Regions from separate parts of the Mus musculus genome. Here region 2 is linked to region 1. A link is a contact called in public promoter capture Hi-C data. All regions are on one chromosome and are shown on one strand. The core of a region is the stretch at or near the end of the contact, and the rest is flanking DNA. Distances in the headings are between cores, read along the strand shown.

Evidence for each region. Promoter capture Hi-C pulls out the DNA fragments that hold promoters and counts their contacts.
Region 2: a promoter capture Hi-C map of the HPC-7 cell line shows a contact between it and region 1, with 2.2 times the contacts expected there. The contact joins the promoter of Adgrg5 here to the enhancer-like site in region 1. A contact is called at or near these places in 6 of 39 promoter capture datasets (the C10 cell line, the HPC-7 cell line, liver and 1 more), 2 of 484 Hi-C or Micro-C datasets (the G1E-ER4 cell line and nephron progenitors), 1 of 115 datasets of contacts at active chromatin or transcription factors (embryonic stem cells) and 1 of 9 other capture datasets (pancreatic islet).

Annotation. Positions count from the first base shown.
Region 1 is chr8:94,734,273-94,737,937 of GRCm38.p6, reverse strand. No RefSeq gene overlaps it. Among named protein-coding and RNA genes, the nearest start is that of Ccl22, 9.6 kb to the left of the region's middle. Within about 2 kb of position 2,072, at least 77 of the 459 cell types and tissues checked have an H3K27ac peak or open chromatin away from gene starts, as enhancers often do. A contact at or near this core is called in the G1E-ER4 cell line, the HPC-7 cell line and pancreatic islet, where this site is marked.
Region 2 is chr8:94,921,944-94,925,253 of GRCm38.p6, reverse strand. Adgrg5 (adhesion G protein-coupled receptor G5) reads right to left here and starts at 1,560. Exons shown (of 12, transcript NM_001145972.1): 1 at 1,497-1,560.

The sequences.
Region 1 (3,665 bases), core at 823-3,322:
GAGATTTCTGTGTCTGATTTCTTTGATTTAATGCAATGCTTTCAGAACTCACCTATGTCAGAGTTTATATCAGCATTTCATTTGTTTGTATTGATGAATCATATTCCATTTTTATGGACAAGGCACATGTCTTACATCTTTTTGTCAGCTGATAGACATCAGAGTTGTTTCGTTTGGGGACTATCATAAGAACATTGCATGATTATTGCTTACAAGTTTCCATGTAAGCATATCTTTGATTCTTTGGGGTATGGGTGTAGGGAGGAGTGAGGTTTCCAGGTTAGATGTGAACCATATTTGACTTCTTAAGGGCCTCCAGCACTGTTTACATGGAGAGCTGCTATTTCCCATGCCCTCTAGTAATGTGTGGTAATTCTAACTTACAACCTCTCAACAGCTTGCTATTACTCATTCTTGACTGTCTTGATGAGGGACAGCATAGGAGGTGTGAAGGGGTAGCCTGTGGCTTTGACTGCTGGCGTTGAGCATCTCATCATGTGCTTATTGGACATTTGCGCATCTTCTTTGGAGAAAGAGAATCTGCCCATGCCTTTCACATATCTTTGTTTGATCAGATTTTGATGTGAGTGCTAGAGCTCCGTTGGGTGGCTTGCAAATAGTTCCTCCTATTCTTTGTGCTATCTCTTTGCTTCCTGGGGATGCTCACCATGATAGCCTCTAACTTGTCCTCTATTTTGTTCCTGTGTTTTCTTGGCACACCAAACCATTGCGGCATCCGTGGCTATGCAGGGTTCCTATATACAACATAGAATCATCTCCCACGTTCTGCTAGGAGTTTTATAGTGTTAGCTCCTCTGCTCAGCTCTTCAATCCATCTGAGCTCATATGTGTACCAGTCTGCACACCCAGCTATCAGAGCTACTGTTTAAAAAAATATTTATTTATTTTATTTGAATTGTATATGTGTGTGCCTGAGTGTATTATGTGTATGTATCACATGGGTACAAAAGCCCTTAGAGGTCAGAAGAAAGCATTGGATCCCCTGGAACCAGAGTTAGAGATGGTTGTGAACCACAGGTGGATGCTGGGAACTGAACCCAGGTCCTCTGCAAGAGTAGCAAGTGCTTTTAAGCACCAAACCATCTCTCCAGCCCTAAAGATTTCTTTTTATCTTATATGTATGACTGTTTTGCCTGCGTGTGTGGATATATATACTACATGGGGACCAGGCTCTCATGGAGGCGGGAAGAGGGAGACAGATCAGCTGCAACTGGAGTTACTGGAAGTTGTGAGCCAGGTGGGTGCTGGGAGTTGAACCCAAGTCCTCTATGAGAACAGCTAGTTGTCTTAACTGCTGAGCCATCTCTGCAGCCCCAGAACGACTTACGGAAAAGACTATTTTTCTCCACTGAATTGTGTTGGCACATTTGTCAAGATCAGTTGCCCTTAAACGTATGGGCTTGTTTTTAGAGTCTCAGTCTGACTGCAATGTCTTGATTATTGTGCTGTATTATAATTCCCTCACCTGGCTTTTTTTTTTCCTTTTCTATTTCTTTCCTCATATTCTCCCTGCCCCATCCCACTTCCCTTCCTGCCTTCCTTTCCTTTCCTCTCTTCTTCTATTCTGAGAAGGAGTGTAGCCTTGCATTTAACAATTCTTCTGCTTTAGCCTCTCAAGTGCTGGGGCCCCAAGTGTTGACCTCCAGCCAGGCCTTATCTTAAATTTACAAACCTTTCAACCTTAGAGGACCTGCAGCCCAGGTTATGCAGTAGACAACATTTTACTGTATTTTGTTTCATCCCTTTGTGAATCTTTTTTTTCTTTTTCTTTTCTGGTCATTAAGAAGTTAAAAAAAATTTTTTTTTGATACCACCCAAGCTGTTCTTCCTCACCTTTCACCCCTCTTTTTTTTTCTGTGCATAACCACAAAACCAGGACCCTGACATCACTTGGGATCCTTCCCTGAGTATATGCTTATGATTTTGTAGATTTCTAAATAGAATACAGCATGGTTCTGTGCTGCTGTGTTCCATACTTTGCAGCCAGCCGTTTTCAAGTGGGTGCTTGCCTGCTCTCCTCCAGTCCTGTTGATCCTCGGGGCTCTCCACTTTCACTTTCTCTGTGTTGAGTCCTGCTGTGGCCTCCTCTGCTGTCTATGGATCCCCTCAGCACCAAGGGTCTAGGTTGTTTCCAGATTTTCAGGACTAACAGCTCTTCCATAGTGCTGCCGTGTGTGTGTGTGTGTGTGTGTGTGTGTGTGTGTGTGTGTGTGTGTGTGTGTGTCCCTGCTCCCTCTGTCTCTTCTTGCTCTTTTGTCCCTTTCTGGTTTCATGTAGTTTTTATTGGCCTCAAGCCTGCCATGTTCCTGATTCAGACTCCCCGAATGCCAGAGTTATAGACACAGCCCACTCAGTCTGGCTTCTCATCCTTTGGCTCTCTCTCTCTCTCTCTTTTTTTTTTTTTTGGTTTTTTGAGACAGGGTTTCTTTGTGCAGCCCTGTCTGTCCTGGAACTCACTTTGTAGCCCAGGTTGGCCTCGAACTCAGAAATCTGCCTGCCTCTGCCTCCCGAGTGCTGGGATTAAAGGCGTGCGCCACCATGCCCGGCTCCCTTTGGCTCTCTTTAAGGTCTCTGCTCCCCCTGTAGGCTTCTGGGAGGCGTTGTCCCCACACAACTGCCCCATACAGAGCCAGGGTTGGGAAAGGCACCCTCCTTGCTCTGTGCAGTTCTTCTGAGCCGCCATCTCCCTTCCCTAAAAGCCTTGCCTCTTTTCAGGGCACTCACACATTCTCCCCTTACCACCTACTTCCTTTGTTGCTGACAATGACAGCTGCCAGCTCATGGTCACTCTCCTCACCAGGGTTCTCTTTCATAGCATGTTTCATGCTCATCTCTCTTGGTTTCACAGCCCCGTCTCTTCCAGAGAACTTGGGCCTCACCTCCTCAGCCTCTCCTGCCCACGGCCATGCCCTTGACCATGCCAGCCCTGGTAACTGCTAGGACATGTTCTCACCTTCAAACACCTCACTGTCACCCCCATCTCGACCTTCCAGCTCAATGTCCCAAGCATCCAATTCCTGCCATCCAGCCCCAAGGGACTGAATTGGTCCCTTGTCCCTGGCTCCCTTACCCTGTCCTTATTTCAGCTTCCACTGTAAGCAACGTTTGCCTATACCTTCAATGTGCAGTCATAACGCCTACTCCTGTTTTCCTGCTTCCTCCTGGAGAATCCAGGGCCCCAGGGAAGCCCCCATCTCTACCAGTTTCGCCCTGGTGTAGCTAAGCAGTGCTTAGGGAGAAAATGAATCATGCCAAGTGCTGGTTAAGGTCACAGCCACCCTTCATCCTCTGTGATGCCCAATCCCCATCACATGTCCCCCAACCTGTGCATCTATCTCCCGGGTCTCCTCACAGGAAACCAGAAGTAGGTGTTCCCAGTCCAGTGCAGGTCTCCTCCAGGGGCCGAGTTTAAAGTGGCTCTCCTGTGCTGTGTGTGTGTGTGTGTGTGTGTGTGTGTGTGTGTGTGTGTGTGTGTTGTGTTGTCTTTCAGAGCTTGTAGGTGACTTTTCTGATCCAGGCCTGGAAGCTGAGAGCATCTGCTTTGATCATGTTCAGTCACGTGACCTTCAATGCGTGCAGGAGCATCTGGGGAAGGACCCAAAGAGACAAGTGGTTTGGTAAGAGCCACACAGTCTCCACAGTGA
Region 2 (3,310 bases), core at 311-2,810, 190 kb before region 1:
AACTCTTAGTGGAGAAACTGAAACCCCAATGGGTAGAAGAATTTGATCTCCAGGATCAGGGCCCTAAAGCCTGGTTTCCAGACCTTAGCCCTGCTGCTCCCAAGCAGAGGCACACAGAGAGGCAGCCTGACCCCATATATAACTGAAAATCAAAAGACCAGAGCTGAAGCTCACCCCATCCCCACCCCAACACCCCAGACAGAAGCTGTGGCTGCCACTTCATTCTCACGGGCAAACCTTTGCTTTTGCTTGTAACCTCCCGGTACCCACCCTGTCTCTGCCGATCAGGACCCAGGCATCATCAACCTGTCAACCCTCAGCCGTCAGGTTTCTATCTGTGCAGTTCATCACTTGAAACCCCCTTTCCTGACTTTCCAGGTGATTCTGGAAGACGGCAAGACGACATAATACCACAAAAGCCAAGCGTTTCCTTGGGGCTCAACAGCAGCCCCGTAGCCAAGCTGGGACCCAAACCTGGGCTTTCAAATTCCAAGCCAGCACCAGCAGCAACTCCCCAAAGGTGCCTGAAAAGCCAAGTGGTGGTAGGCAAGTGAGCAAGTATTTTAGGTCAGTTAAAATTGGGAGATTAAGATATACGTGAACAAGAAAAGGACCTTAGAAAGCTATGGGTTTAATAACCAGCTCCACTATTCAGTGCCCAGACTGCAAAGCACTGGCTTAAGAAACTGGCCTCAGTGACCTTCCAATTTCCTCGTGTGCAAAACTAGGCCAGAGAGACCCATTTCCCAGGGAGAGGAACTCAACCATTTCTAGGACTCTTTCCTGTGGGAATCAGCCCCTGCCCTAGGTCTAGTCCTCTAACTGTAGGCCTTGGGCAGGAATACATCTTCAGTGCATGGGGCGTAGGAGCCTCTGCTTTCCACCCAGCACAGATCTCGTACCTCAGCCACGCCAGGTCCTGCCCAGGACAATCCTCCTGCTTATACATGGCTCCTCAAACAGCCATCCCTGCTCACCACTGGCTGGGCTCTGCCTCTGGCTTTCTCTAGGTGCCCCTGGCTGGGATGAGGAATGGGCCAAGTCGATCAGCATCAAGTCACAGCCCAGAAAGATGCTGCTGTCAGCTCTTTTAGAAGTGGGCAACGGGGGCCACTGTAAACCACCAAGGAGTCTGGCCCCGCTTGTCTGGAGGTCCTTTCTCTGAGACCCTGTGTCTCCCAGGCTGCACAGGAACTTCCTCAGTTCCTATTTGCCGGGCGCAGAGCATCTTACAGTCTACCCGCTGTCACTCAAGCCTTGTGCTACACGACTCACCTCGTTTTCTATATGAGAAATCGGGATTCGGGAAAGCTACCCCCCCCCACCCCCCAGATATAATCATGGCTTAACTTCACTTCTGAAAGTAGAGGCTTCTCTGGAGTTGGAAGGAGGTGGGTCCCTAGCTTGTCACTCCTGGGATGGCATGAGATCTGTGCACCTGGGGTCTGTGGATGGGGACCAATGGGTGGGAGGGTGGAGGGGTCCAGGGGACTAACCTGTAAAGCAGTCAGCGGCAGTCACGTCCTCACTGCTGTCTCGAGATGGTCCTCTAGCTTCTGCAGGGAGAAAAGGAAGTTGAGAGGAGTTGAAAGCTGTGGCTTTTCTGTTCACCTCGGCCTACTTACTCCCGGGCTTTTCTGGCCTCCCTTCACCCTATGCTCCTGCCTCACTTCTTTTGTGGTAGCACTCTCTGTTTCCTCTGAGCTGTCGGCTAGATCAAGGTCCCCTTGGTCACACTCTGGGGGGGGGGGGGGGCGGGTGGAGGGGGGGAGACTGGGCTCAGCCTCCCCAGAAGTGCCAGGAGAGACAGACAGCATGGTGTTGTGGAGGGTTCAGGACGGTCCAGCTCTGCACCCTTGGGCAAGCTATAGCTCCTTCCTAAGTCTCAGTTTCCCCATTTATAGAAAGGGAAAATTTATATTTTTAATATATATATATTTCCTCATGTATAACAGCAATCAGACCTGCAAGTGTCATAGATGCTGAACTGATAGCCTAGAGAGGACAAGGACGCAGTTCCAGGTGGTCCAGGGCAGATCTCAGGAAGTATGGCCAGAATAGCAGGGAGAGAAAGCAGACTAGCCTCGCCTTCAGTCAGAAGTCCCACGAGCGTAGCCTATAATACCAGCTATGCTCTCTACAGAGTCCTAAAGAGACCACGGAAGTGATTCAGAGATGGGGAGCCTATCCAAATTCCCTGCAGAAAATCATAACTCAAGAACCTCTTCTGCTCCTGCGGTAGTGGGGCTGAGGGGCACAGAGACGCAGGGAAAGGAAGAAAGCACGGGTCCCAGCACAGTCTTCCTGCCCTCCACCGCTCAAGCCAGCTTCTTCACAGTCAGTTCCTCATAGCTCACAGTGGGTGTAAGGGGCTCAGAGGGAAAGGGGGCCCCACCCCAGATGCCATCAAAGGTTTTGCAGGGCCCCTGTACAATTGTGTCTCAACTCCTTGGCCAGACTCCCACTGGGTGACTTAGATAAGCATTTGCCCTTTTTGCACGTTGTTTTTTTTTTTTCCTGGCTATTGTCTTTAGTGGTGTTTGGCCTCAACCCCAGGGCCTTGTGCACGCCTCGAAAGCATCTGCTGGCTGAACCACCGCCTTAGCTCCCACACACCCATGCTTTAGTTTACTATAACCAGACGTTCACCTCCTGGCCTTTCCTAGGGAGGGTGGGGGAGGCGGTTGTCCGGGATGCCTTGGGGACTGAACCACCAACTCCTTTATGCTCCGTGGTGAGCAGCTGCACAGAAGGCCTAGGTAGAGAGCTCTGATCCCCAAGTCCCCACAACCTCTGTGTTTCCTACCTCACTGTTCCTGCCTCAGCTTAGGATGCCGGTCACCCCTGCATACAACACCGAAGAACACACTTCACTTTGGACAGTCTTATGCTCAGAAGCCAGATCAGTAGCTTCCTCGGTCCCTTGGAGGAGAAGATATTCCCATCCCTTGACAAAGGTCTCCCCACTTGTGTTTGTGTGTAGGGGATCTGTGAAGGACTATAAGCATGACTAGACATTAGAACAGGGGACTAATACCAAGAGGGAGTCATCTACTCTCCAAAGCTTCCCCAGTCTTGATGGCAATCTGAAGCCTCCAATTAGAGGAGACAAAACATCTTGAGCCTCTCAGTTCACACCCTCTGTGTTGCCGATCTGGGCCAGTTCCCCTTCCTAAAGCAATCTGGCAGTTGTCATACTGATACTGCACTTGATGGGGGTTATTCAGACAGAACAACACACCACAGGCCAGGCGTTCTGGGCTCCAGCAATCCTTCTGGTATAGCTGGAACTACCTCTGTGCCTGGCAGG